3 separate regions of the Sus scrofa genome follow, and regions 1 and 2 are each linked to region 3. Evidence: chromatin contacts called from public HiChIP or PLAC-seq and promoter capture Hi-C data. All regions are on one chromosome and are shown on one strand. Each heading gives the region's core, a stretch centred on a gene start, on an enhancer-like site or on the middle of the called end of the contact. The rest is flanking DNA. Distances are from core to core; before and after follow the strand shown. Region 1 holds the start of BLVRA (biliverdin reductase A). Region 2 holds the start of NUDCD3 (nudC domain-containing protein 3). Region 3 holds the start of YKT6 (YKT6 v-SNARE homolog).

Region 1 (4,494 bases), core at 905-3,404, 210 kb after region 3:
CCTCATGGTTCCTAGTCGGATTCGTTAACCACTGCGCCACAACAGGAACTCCTATCCACATTTCTGATTGTCATGATGAGAACAGGCGAGTAAGCCAGAATGCTGCTAAACATCATACAATGCATAGGATAGCCCCCTCCCACGCCAAGGAGCTATCCAGCCCCAAATATCAACCATGCTAAGGATGAGAAACTCTGGGATCACACTTCGTGCAGAATGAACCACAGCTGTGACTTTCTTCCTCTCTGAAATGCTCTCAGATGCCCCAAAGCCAGGCTACTGGCAGACGTATGGGGGAAGGACCGGGGAGATGGTTCCTTCTCAGATGGGGCCAAGTGCTGGCCTGAGAGGTCCAAGGGTTAAGGAAAAAGAAACTCACCCCCAGGCTGGATTTTCCTTCCTTGGAGGGTTTTGGATACTTTAGGGCCTGTGCCAGGGAAAATAAAATGGCTACATGGGGCAAAAGCCTGGAAATATAACATCAAGATGGTAACTGTGGCAGTTCTCCAAGTGGCTCAGCAGTAAGGAACCCGCCGCCGACTAGTGTCCACGAGAATGTGAGTTTGATCCCTGGCCTTGCTCAGTGGGTTAAAGATCTGGTGTTGCCATGACCTGTGGTGTAGGTCGCAGACTCAGCTAGGATCTGGCATTGCTGTGGCTGTGGTGTAGGCCTGCAGCTGCAGCTCGGATTTGACCCCTAGCCTGGGAACTTCCATATTCGGCAGGTGCAACCCTAAAAAAAAAAAAAAAAAATAGTAACTTTCATTATGTCTCTGAGTGGTGGAATTTTTTTAGTGACTTTGTTTCTTTTTGCGTATCTACATATTTTAAATTTTTTCCATAAAGGCTGGTTAACATTTAGAAAATTATTCAAAACCCTTAAAAAAAAAAAAAAGCTATAAATGATGCCATATCCACTGGCTCCGTCCCTGCCAGCCCCAATTCCTCAACTGAACAGTCTTTTACATGGCAATACATCAGGGTGCTCTAATCATGAAATACAGAAAATTGCCCTTATAGCTAATCTCAAGAAATGGCTCTGCTTCTTCAAGTCCATTAATATTTGAAGAATGAATGAATGAACGAATCTACTCTGCTTTCAAATGACAAGAACTAAGCAACCGACCAAGACTACTTTCACAGAGACAAATCTGAGACTCAAGCCCAAAAACAACACAGGTCTGCATTGTCCTGTAAGACACACTGGCTACTTAAATGTAAATTAATTAAATACGGAGCATCTCCATTTTCACAGAAAGATCCCACTTTACTCCCCCCACCACTTCTCTCCTGCTTTACGTGATCTCTGCACCCAATATGTGGTTATATATATATTTATATGATTTCTTACTCTTCTACGTGATTTTGCTGCCAACTGTCTTTGCAGAACAATTCAGGGTATCAGTACTTAGAAATACCTCTCTGTCTAGATTATCCTGTTGCTGGGGGCAGCTCAACCTTCGTTTTTTCAGAGTGCACGTAATTCATGTAACCCTCACAACAAATGAAATTCGTAACATTTTCCAGTTTCCAAAGAGGACAGTGCAGCCAGGAGAGATTAAGTGACCCGTGCAGGGTTTGTACCGAGGGCCAGAACCCCAGCCTGCGCGGTCCTCCGATTCCCCGCCGGGCCGAACCCTCATCCGGGCTGGAGATGCCGGGGCAGCGCCGCGAGACTTCGCCGCACCACGCGTAGCACCCACCCAAAACCATAACCACTTTACGAGTGAAATACAGATGCAATGTTTTGAACAGTCGGTCTTTGCCACTTGAGAAAGGCCTTCTCTGGGAGAGCACCTCGCGATCCCCGGCCGGCCAAGCCTCTCGATCGTCCGTTCAGGCGACGGGCCCGGGCGGGGCGAGGTGGACGGCGCCGAAAGCTCGGGCAGGACAGCGGATCGGGCACCGGGTCCCCGGCTGGCAGCGGTTTTCACGCTTCGGCCTGAGGGTTTTAGCAAAGCTCTACGCGACCCCGATCCCCCGCGCGCCCTTACCTGCCGCTGAGCACAAAGCTTGAGCTCGCCGGGCAGTCTCCGCGCTCGGCGCCACCACCGCGCAGAGAACAGGCCGGAGCGCAGCCGGGATTGGCCGCTGGGCGGGAGGACTCGGGGGAGCGCGGGGTCGGGGAGCCAGAGGGAGGGGCGAGGGGAGGGGCGAGGGGAGGGGCGGGGGAGAGGGGAGGGGGGAGGGGGAGGCGGGGCCGTGAGGGGCGGGGTCCCGCCTCAAGCCTCCTCCTGGGAGGGCGTGGCCCCAGCACCTTCTGGCGCAATGGGACTCGAAGGGCTGGCTGGGACCTTCTCCCCGCTCGGGTATCCCGCCCAGCTCGTGCCCTGTCGCTGCGCTCTGCTCCGCCGGGCGAGTGGGCCCAGGGCTCTCGTCCACAGGGGAGAGGGAGCCCTGGACCCAAGTTCGGGGCCTTCAGCAGCCTCGCAGGCCAGTCATGGTGTGCTCTGTCCTCTTAGTGGTGGGCATAGCAGCCCCTTGCTCCGCTCTACTCCTGCCCCATGGAACCCACTAGATCCTTTCTGGGTTAGGAGCCCCAGTGCCCCGGAAAACAGGCAGCGAAGGGCTCTGTGTGTGTGTGTGTGTGAAAATACACATAAAACTTCCATCTTAACCTTTTTTTTTTTTTTTTTTTGTCTTTTGTCTTTTTAGGGTGGCACCTGCAGCATGTGGAGGTTCCCAGGCTAGGGGTCAAATCGGAGCTGTAGCCGCCAGCCTACGCCACAGCAGCGCTGGGTCCGAGCCATGTCTGCAACCTACACCACCCCACAGGCAATTCCAGATCCTTAACCCACTGAGCGAGGCCAGGGATGGAACCTGCGTCCTCCTGGATGCTAGTCGGGTTCTCCTTAACCACTGAGCCATGATGGGAACTCCCATCTTAACCATTTTTAAGTGTATAGTTCAGCGGCATTAAATACGTTCACATTGTGCAAAACCCACCACTATCCATCCCCACAAGCGCTTTTATCTCGTTACCAAATATAAGTTCGTGTTCCTGGTGCACAGTGAGGTCAAACAAACGGAAAGATCAGAGTTTCCAGCAGAGGAAGGTTTATTGCAGGGCCATGCAAGGAGACTGGTGCTCCCAAACTCCCTAACTCTTTGCGGGGCTTCAGCAAAGCACTTTTTTGGGGGGAGGGGGGTGTCTTTTTTGCCATTTCTTTGGCCGCTCCTGCAGCATATGGAGGTTCCCAGGCTAGGGGTCCAATCAGACAGTAGCCTCCGGCCTACACCACAGCCACAGCAACGCGGGATCCGAACCACGTCTGCAACCTACACCAGAGCTCACGGGCAACGCCAGATCCTTAACCCACTGAGCAAGGCCACGGATCGAACCGGCAACCTCATGGTTCCTAGTCGGATTCATTAACCACTGCGCCACGACGGGAACTCCCTCAGCAAAGCACTTTTAAACGCAAGGTGAGGGAGCATGGTTAGTTTCAAACTTCTTGGTGAGGGACACTTCCTATGGCTGTCCACTGTAGGTGGCTCACCAAGTTCCTATAAACCTCCTCCAAGACTCTGTTGTTAGTCTCTGTTCCGCAACTTTTTAATCTCTATATGAATGGGTTCTTCAAGTTCAGAGCCCCCAGAATAGGCTATCCTGAATATTTCAAGCCATAGGTAACATCCTTTTTACAAAAGCTGCTGAGCCAGCATGACTAAGCACAGGCACAAAGCACAAAGGTAAAGGGAACAGAGTTGAGGTAGAGCTATGTTCTTTCTGTTAGGGGGTAAGTGTATACAATGAAACACAAAGCTGCAAGACAAGAATAGCTGGAGAAACCCTTAAATTGTAACAATAGAACTTGTATCTTCCCTGTTTCTTACTCTATCAGGAAGCTCTGCTAAAAACAGAAACTACCCCTTGCCATATATAACTAGCTGCTCCCTAAGCTCAGGGGATCCTGAGTTCTCTCTGCTCAGGGCTCCTCCTAGCTCTGTCCTTTGATAAACTCCCCTGCTCTAGAGCTCCCTGCTCTGGTCTCTGCCTCCTTCTTCTCTCGATGTTTCTAACACTTTCCTATTACAATCTTGTGAAACTGAAGCTCTATACTCTTTTTAAAAAATGACTCCCCATTATTCCCTGCCCCCAGCCCTAGTATTCACCATTCCCTTTCTTTTTTTATGATTTTGACTACTGCAACTCCCTCAGGTAAGTAGGATCATACGGTGTGTGTGTTATCCCAAGTCTGCGTGTCCGATGCACAGTGAGGCCAAAACAAACCAAAGTGGAGCAGAGAAAGGTTTATTGCATGGCCATGCAAGGAAATCGGTGTTTTGTTCCCCCTAAATATCCCGAATTTCCCAAACCAAAATTGCAAAACATTTTTTTTTCTTTTTTCTTTTTTTTCCTTTTGGAAAAACGCTTTGCATGTGGAATTCCTGGGTCAGGGATTAGATCTAAGCCTCGGTCTTGACTTTAGCCCCAGCTGTGGCAACCTTGGGTCCTTAACCCTCTATGCCTGGGGAACCTGTTCCCAGAGT
Region 2 (4,194 bases), core at 389-2,888, 210 kb before region 3:
ACTGTTTGTGTGAGACTGGGTTTCTTATACTTCAATCAAAACAACATATTGCATTGAAGTGAATGCAGCAGATATAAGAATCTTGCTGTCAAGATTAAGCTAGACAGTAAAGAGATCTGCAAAAATTTAAAAGGATGCTATGTTTCTCATAAACTTTTGTTGCTTTGAAGAACATTATTTCTTGATGAAAATGTGTTAACATGTAATGTGTTTTTATGGTTATTAAAATGCCTAAATAAATATTAATTTTTTTCTTAGTTTTAATTTCTAACATGGTAACTACTGATAAGCATAGTCCACTCCACATAATATACTGAAGATTATTTATTTTGCCTTTTAGGGCTGCACTGAGACATATGGAAGTTCCAAGGCTAGGGGTCGAATTGGAGCTGCAGCTGCTGACCTACACCACAGCCACAGCAATGCAGGATCCGAGCGGCATCTGTGACCTATACCACAGCTCATGGCAACACCGGATCCCTGACCCACTGAGCGAGGCCAGGGATTGATGGATACTAGTTGGATTCGTTTCCACTGCATAAACAGGCCATAAAAGGAACTCCCTGAAGACTCTTTAGAGTCTTCAATAATTTTTTTTTTTTTTTTTTTTTTTTTTTTTTTTTTTTTTTGGCTGCTTTCAGCATGTGGAAGTTCCTGGGTCAGGGATCAAACCCTTGACACAGCAGCAACTCCAGCGACAACTCAGGATCCTTAACCCGCTGCACCACAAAGGAAACTCCTTCAACAAATTTTAAGAGTGTAAATGGGTCCTATGTTCGAAAAGTTTCAGAACCACTGCTCTAGGACAATTTATCCGAGCTTGACTATTTACAATTCATTAGAGCCCATACACTATGAAGATATGTGTTAACTTGCAGATTTCAGGCCAGCAGAGATGCAAGTCATCTCTATCCACTAGAAAAGATAATCCACATCATTTTGTAGGACACCAGCCAGCTTTGTATCCAACCTGGCAATCTTACTGTTTTTTTCAAAATGTTTATAAATACCCAGTTTCTCCAAAAGCTTCTCCAAACACTGGTTACTCAGTTAAACTGTATAAATTTTTGACATGTGTTCATTATGTATTTGTCCGAGGGTTATGTTTTCTGTTTTAAGATTATGCTTTGACACACACCTAGGATACATATACATGCTGTGCGTACGTATACTATGCATACACAGGGACATACCACACACACATGTACATATAGGTGTATTTCACAGGAGGGCACACCAGATGATTCTGCACCTTGCTCTTTCCATTTAATATGCGCGAATGCACTCACTTTACATTCTTTTGATTTAGGCACATCACAACGCATTTCACCCACGGCTCTGTCATTAACAGGGCACATACCACCCGCACGCTGGCATTTTCCTCTTCTGACGCGCCAGCAAAAGGCTCTCGGCTCGTGTGGTCCCGCCCGTAACCTGGGGCTCGGGACACCCAGTCGGGAACGGGCCCGCAGACCAGGTGACAATGCCGAGGATCAGGTGACACTGCCCACACTACACCTCTTCCGCCCGTTGCCAACATGGCCGCTAGGCGCCCGCAGCTCGGCCGCCCCAGGCTCTCCTGCGCTTCGCGGCGCACAGCGGCCCCTCGGCGACAGCCCCAGGCCGCCACGGCGCCCTGGGGGCGGGGCCTGCGGCAAGTCCCTCCGGCGCAGCCGGGCTCAGCCCCACGGGCGGGGGGGCGGGGGGCGAACCAGCGCGGACCGGAAGTTTCACGGGCGCGCTGGCAGCCGGAGCCGTTACCGCAGGGCACCGGAAGTGGCCGTAGGCCGGCGTCCGGGCCGCGCCCGCAGTGAGTGAGCGTCCCTCCGGCCGGCGACGCCATGGAGCCCGGGGCGGCCGAGCTATACGACCAGGCCCTGCTGGGCATCCTGCAGCACGTGGGCAACGTCCAGGACTTTCTGCGCGTGCTCTTCGGCTTCCTTTATCGCAAGACGGACTTCTATCGCCTGCTGCGCCACCCGTCGGACCGCATGGGCTTCCCGCCGGGGGCCGCGCAGGCGCTGGTGCTGCAGGTAACGCGCGGCGGGCAGGCGGCTCCGGGTGGGGTTGGGGGAGCCGTGGCAGCCCGCCCCCGCCGCCCGCCAGCCCGTCCCCCCCTCCCGCCAGCCGAGTCCCCGTGGCTCTTGAACCCCGCGGGAGCCGAAGAGCCCCGCGAGCCGCCGCTCTCTGCGCTCCCGGCCTCCGTTCATCCTCTGGCGCTCGGACCCGCCTCCTTGGGCCGCGGCTTCACCCGGGAGGCGGATGGAATATCAGATTACTCCTGCGGGAGAGGGGCTAGCGCTCGAGTAGCCTGGTCTGACACTGGGTGCACTTGGGCATCAGAAGCAGTAGATGCTCAGGGTCCCGGTGTCTCCTGCAGCGCGTAATCTTTCGATGTGCCAGGGCCTGCCAGTTAGGAAATAAAAACAGTGCAGGCTGGACGCGGGAAGGCGGCGGTAGCACAGAGACCTGCACACCCTACCATGGAAGAGTAGAGGTGGAGCGGAGACTGTGGTTATTGATGGGTGTTGTCCGCTTGTTTGGAATGTGATTTCTCAGGTCAAAGACAGTCATGGTAGTAGTTAATAAGTTTACGTTTGAGTATATCCCAGGTTAAATCGATCGTATGTTCGAGGGGCTGGTAATACTTGTTCCCTGAAGTTGACTGGGTACGCGAATGTAATAAACAAGAATTTATGTGCGGATTGTATTTATACTCTCAGCTGCCACAGGCGTTGGTGGTGCACTGGTAATGTGGTTGGTTAAATACTCGTCTTTCTCCTTGGGCTACTGATGCTATAGTTAATGAGATAAAACACAAGTGACCAAGAACTATGCAAGGCCAGTTATGTGACAGAGTCCATGAGAAGGGAAGGAGCAGAAATGACGGTTTGAAAATGAAAAATTTAGTAGGGGAGGCGGGACTTTGATGGGATTGAAAGCAGCTGCTCAGGCAAGCATTGAGCTTGTTGGTGGGAACCTGAGATGGTAGACATGGCGGTGATGTCTTCTCTAGCACTTTACAGTTTGTAAAGTGATTTTGAATGTTCCACAGCTTCAGGTTGGTCAGGTGCTGCTTTCCTCAGCGCTTGCATGAAGAAACAGAAGCGTAGAAGGTTTGAGTCACTACCAGAGATAAAATGGTCAAGTGAGGGATGCGGTTGGTGCTCAATTTCCAATCTTCAGCCTATTCCTCATCCTTTTTTTAGTGTTTAAGTGCCCTCCGAATGATCAGAGAGCTGTGTGTCAGAGACGGTTTTTAGCAGCCCCTTTTGGCAATGTCATGCTTTCATGGAAGATTCTGTGAAAAAGATAAGGTTGAATTTTATGTGGCAGATGAGGGTGCCGGTTCAGCAAGGTGAGGTGATTTGACCAAACTCATCATAGAACTGGAACTCAAAACTGCATCTTACTGATCCCAGATCTTTCTCTTGTATTATTTAACCAGTCCATTGTGGGGTGGGAACAGCTTCGTCGAGGGTGATCTTTTGCAGAGAGGATGTGAGGGAGAAAGGAGCATTTACTGAGCACCTAGTGTGTACTAATGTTACCTGTTTTGTACTCTAGGATGTTACCTGTTTTGTACTCTAGGATGCTTTTTATTCCTAACACAACCTGGAAGTTTGGTCTTTTCCCTTGTTTTACAGGTGAACTAACAGGGAATTCATTTATCTGGTAGCAGTATATAAGACGTATGCTGTGTTCCAGCCACTCTTAAAGGTTAAGACTTGGTGAACAGTTTAATAGAGTGGGGGTGGGGAGCAGGACAGAGAGAGCGTTGGGATGAGTGAGAGGTGATCCAAGGTTTCAAGCCTGGGTGATGCCATGATGCTAATGCATTCACTCAACTGTCTCCTGAGGGTGGAGGGAAGAGCTTAGTTTTGGACAAGTTGAGTTTGAGGTTGCAGACAGAAGTCCCTCCCTTAGGCTGTTGAACTGTGGGACTGGAGCTGGTGAGAGAGATGGGGGGAATCTGATGGTCTGAAGGACGGAGAGGAGCTGAGAGTGGAGGATAGCCCTGTGGGGCAGGATCCCAGAAGAGGGACGGCAGAAGCAAGAAGCTCTGTGAGCGGTCGGGGGGTGGAGGAGAAATCACGGGGGGCAGTTTCCAGCAGAGAATTAAAAGAGCTGCGGTGGTTTTTGCAAGTTGTTCTCCAGTCGTCAGCATTGCCTGAGTAGCTTTAGAAGAGCAGG
Region 3 (4,554 bases), core at 699-3,198:
CAAAGAGGTACATGCACCCCTGTATTCATAGCAGCACTGTTCACAGTAGGCAAGACAGGGAAACTATCCAAATGCCCACTGACAGATGAATGGATTAAGAAGATGTGGTATATATATACACACATACATACAATGGAATACAACTCGGCCATAAATGTATTGCCATTCACAGAGACAGAGATCCAACCGGAGATATCACACTAAGTGAACTAAGTCAGAAAGACAAAGACAAAGACCGTATGATATCACTTATATGTGGAATCTAAAGTATGGCACAAAGCAACTCATCTACAAAACAGGAACAGACCCACACACTTTGAGGACAGACGTGTGACTGACCAGCAGGAGGGGAGGGGGAGGGGATGGACTGGGAGTCTGGGCTTAGTGGATGTGCAAACTATTACATTTAGAACGGAAGAACAATAAGGTCCTACTGTACAGGACAGGGAACTATACCCAGCCCCTCGGGATAGACCATGATGGAAGATAATACTGAAAAAAAAAAAAATATGTGTACGACTGAGTCACTTTACTGTGTAGCAGAAACTGGCAACACACTGTACATCAACTATACTTTCACTAAAAAAAAAAAAGAAGAAGAAGAAGAAGACAACTGCACTGAAAGAATGAAAACAGAATCCAGACGGCAGATTCTACCAGACTTGGGGACTGGGTGACCACAGACCTGGATTCCGTCGGGTCCTTCTCCTTTTGCGCCTGAGTCACCCCCACCCCCCCACAATCCGGCTGGAAGTGTCTGTGGTTCTCCGAATACCCACCTTACTGCATTTACACGCCTCACAAATGTTTGAAAGCTTGGAAGCCCTACAAATCCCACGCGTCCTCCCAAACCATAGAGAGGACCGTAAAGAGCATGTAACTTTGGTGAGTCCTGGCTGGTTCGACATCATCGCTTGGGGCCTCAGTGACTTCATTCACTCGACGGGAGAGTACAGCACTCTCTCCGAGAGGAGGGTAGAAAGCCCCACCGGAACGTCTAAACGTGGCTCTTGAGGCGTGGCACACAAGCTTCCCGGGTCAGAACTACTGAGCGGGAGCTGCGGGCTTAAAACAGAGACTTCTGGGTTTCAACCTACTAGTTCGGACTGTCTGGGCGTGAACCTGGGGAATCTGCACTTTTTCACAGCCCCGTTCTACTTCTCACGCGACCGAAATCCTACAGGAGCCCGCCCTGGAGCGGGGTGCAGAAAGCCTTCCGAGGTCGAAGGGAGAAGGGTTCCTCAGAGGCACAGTCCACAGCCGGAGGAGGAGGCCGCCGCTGGGCTCCGCTACGGGGGGCCGAGCCGCGGGCCTCCCCCGATTCCGGGCCCGGCGATCCCCGCCCAGGCCCGCTCACCTGGACCTCTGGAAGAAGCTGAAGGAGGACACGTCGTACGCGGCTTTGAGCAGCACCACCTTGGGATCGCCTTTGTAGAGGACGCTGAGGCTGTAGAGCTTCATGGCGCCGAGGCCTCGGGCCGGCCACCCGCCCGGCCGCGGGACCGGCTCGCAGGGAGGAGGGCGGCGCCGCCCCTCGAGACCGCCGCCGGCTGCTGACGGGTCGGCCACCGGCTTCCTCCCCCTGGCTCGGGGTTCACTTCCGCTTCCGGTCCGGGGCGGCCGCCTGAGGCTTAACGAAGAGTTTGCGTGCCCCGGATGCAGAGAGGGGCGGCCGGAAACGTGAGCGAGGGGCGGGGCATGGTGCTGCGCGTGCGCGTGCGCTCGCCGCGGTCTCTCGGGGCTGTCTTGGGCCGCCCGGCTCTTTCTCCCGCAGTCTTTAGCCTTTTCCTGCAATCGTCCTCTCCGACGGCCGTCCCTTTTCCGACTGGTTGGTTCTGAGTCTTCTCGGGGGGTCCAGGGTCCCCCAGGACCGTCCTCCCTCCGAGCAGTGAGATCCAGAGCAGCACCCACGAGCCAGTGCTTTGTGCACCCTACAGGGGCGACTTTGATTTATGGGCGAACCGCCTTCCCGGTACCTGTTTTGTAAATCAGATCTCCTTTTGAGTAAAGGGGAGGAACCTTTTCTTCTACAGGCTCCTGCCAGAAGGTAAAGGCATGCCTCTCATTTTCAGATGATCTGATTCCGCTCATGCCCTTCCCAGGCCTTCCTCCTGCCCTCGTGGGAGCAAATCCCTGGTCACACAAGACCCTTGAGCACAACCCTGCAGGGGTGAAGGCTCCCGGGCCTGCCCCACCACCTGTGAAACCAGTTGTCAGACTAACCACTGATTTGAGAGCCAAACTGCTGACCTCACCGAGTAGCAGGGCCGCTTCACCCCAAAAGGGGCAGGTGTAAAGTGACTTGGTGTAAAGTCATTTTGCTTGAGATGTAAAAATAATGCTTTTTTCCGTGGATGGCCATAAATGAGGCTCCGTTCCCTAGGGGTACCGCCTCTTGCCCTTTTCTTGTTTATTAAATGGTAATCAGAAAGCATCTTGAAGGACACACACAAAAAGGGACCTTTTCTTTGGAAGTTGGCAGTAAGCTTCTACAACTATCATGCTAGAAGCAGCCAGATCTGAAATGATGGGAAAGAGATGGTACATTTGAAAAATCAACACCATCCCTCTAAACATTCTAAATTAGGGTGTCTCAACCTCGGTGCTATTGGTATCTTGGGTTGGATAATTCTTGTTGTTAGGGGGCTGTCCAGGCATTGTAGGCAGCATCTTAGGCCTTGTACCTACTAGATGTAGCATTCCACCCGCCACTGGGCAACCAAAAATGTCTCTGGACATTCCCAAATGCGCCCTGGGGAGCAGTGGTTTAGAGGACCATTGCTCTAGATATTCTTGTGGCTGAAGGAAGTTCCCACCACCTGCCCTTTCACTCAGCACCTTCCTCCCCAACCCTCTTCCCTGGGTATTTCCAAGTGCAAAGGATGGAAAGGGATTTTTCTTACATCTCCTTCATTGTGGTACCAAACCTCAAGAACAGCCTTTGGCCAATGCCAGGCCAGCTACCCACAGACAGCACACTAGACAGTGTCACAAGAAGACTGGATGGTGGAGAGCCGTCAGTGTAGTCCTATCCTAACTGCGCTGACACCGCTGCCCGATAGGGGGCGAGCGAGAGCCGTTTCTGAGGAAAACAGGCCCCTTTTCTTTTGCCCCAAAACTTGTACAAAAGGAGGAACCAGGAGGACAGCGTTTGGTTGGAATATATTTAAATGTATTCACTTGACACATAACAGTAGTTTCCCTTATAGCAAACACTTCCTATATGCTACCTTATTTATTTATGTCTTTTTAGGGCTGCACAGGCCGCATATGGAGGTTCCCAGGCTAGGGGTCGAATCAGCTGTAGCCGCCGCCCTACGCCAGAGCCACAGCAACATGGGATCTGACCTACACTGCAGCTCAGGGCAACACCGGATCCTTAACCCACAGAGCAAGGCCAGGGATCAAACCAGCGTCCTCATGGACACTGGTTGGGTTCATTAACCAATGAGCCAGGACGGGAACTCCTATATACTACCTCATTTAATCCTCACAAAAACAGAGGACGATATACCACCTTAGAGACATAGAAACTGAGACCCAGGTTAAGGAGATCGCTAGTAAGACGCACATACCAACACGAAACCACATAACAAACTCATAGCCAGCTCCACCCTAGCAGCTCTCTCCCTCCTCTCACCCTTGCTCAGCCTCCATCCCCCCAGAAAAACTAACTTGGCCAAAGTGGTTACAAACGCCCCACGTTCATCCATCTTTCTCAGAAGCAAGACCCACCTTCCATTCCGTCCCTCCAGCTGTCACCCCAACTTGGATTCAGTCCCAGCCCTGCCACAAACCACCAAACCACAAAAGTGAACAAACCATTAACCTCTCTGGTTATGGTTTCTCTTTCATTTGCAAAACTGGAAAAATATCTTGTTGCTGGAAATGATAAGACATTATATTCCAAGCTCTGGTCATAGTAGATGTTTAATAAGTAACAACAGCAATGATTATATGTGTCGTTATCATTCATGACAAACAGGAGGAGAGGTCACCGTAGGTTACAGGCTGTGGGAAATGGAGATTTTGGCCACAGGCTTAAATTTGTTAGAGGCCTATAGATTGCAGAATAGTATTGTATCTGTTTTAATTTCCTGATTTCAATCATGGTGTTGTGGTTATGTAAGAGAATTCTTTGGTTTTAGGAAATAAACACAAGTACCGAGGGGTAAAGGGATGTCATGTCTGCAGTGGGCTCTCAAAGGGTCCAGAAGTATTTATAATATATATGGAGGGGGAAGCAAATATTGTAAATTTATGTATTTATTTTTATTTATTTATTTATTTATTTTTTAGGGCCACACTTGCGGCATGTGGAAGTTCCCAGGCTAGGGGTCAAATCAGAGCTACAGCTACCGGCCTCCACAGCCGCAGCAACACGAGATCCAAGCTGCACCTGCGACCTACACCACAGCTCATGGCAATGCCGGATCCCTGACCCACTGAGCGAGGCCAGGGATCTTACCCACATCCTCATGGATACTAGTTAGATTCCTTTTCGCCGCACCACGGCAGTAACTCCCAAATATGGTAAATTTAAAGAGTCAGGAT

Evidence for each region. Promoter capture Hi-C pulls out the DNA fragments that hold promoters and counts their contacts. HiChIP or PLAC-seq counts read pairs in DNA pulled down with a chosen protein or histone mark.
Region 1: a contact with region 3 is called in an H3K27ac HiChIP or PLAC-seq map of alveolar macrophages. The contact joins the promoter of BLVRA here to the promoter of YKT6 in region 3. A contact is called at or near these places in 1 of 47 Hi-C or Micro-C datasets (heart right ventricle) and 1 of 2 datasets of contacts at active chromatin or transcription factors (alveolar macrophages).
Region 2: a contact with region 3 is called in a promoter capture Hi-C map of liver, with 2.7 times the contacts expected there. The contact joins the promoter of NUDCD3 here to the promoter of YKT6 in region 3. A contact is called at or near these places in 2 of 5 promoter capture datasets (fetal skeletal muscle and liver) and 4 of 47 Hi-C or Micro-C datasets (heart right ventricle, skeletal muscle and subcutaneous adipose tissue).

What each region holds. Positions count from the first base shown.
Region 1 is chr18:51,183,339-51,187,832 of Sscrofa11.1, forward strand. BLVRA (biliverdin reductase A) reads right to left here and starts at 2,155. Exons shown (of 8, transcript XM_003134889.4): 1 at 1,995-2,155.
Region 2 is chr18:50,757,431-50,761,624 of Sscrofa11.1, forward strand. It overlaps NUDCD3 (nudC domain-containing protein 3), which reads left to right and starts at 1,639. Exons shown (of 6, transcript XM_003134880.6): 1 at 1,639-2,033. The coding sequence starts at 1,842. NPC1L1 (Niemann-Pick C1-like protein 1) reads left to right here. Exons shown (of 19, transcript XM_005673340.3): 19 at 1-246.
Region 3 is chr18:50,969,436-50,973,989 of Sscrofa11.1, forward strand. YKT6 (YKT6 v-SNARE homolog) reads right to left here and starts at 1,949. Exons shown (of 7, transcript NM_001244914.1): 1 at 1,358-1,949. The coding sequence starts at 1,461.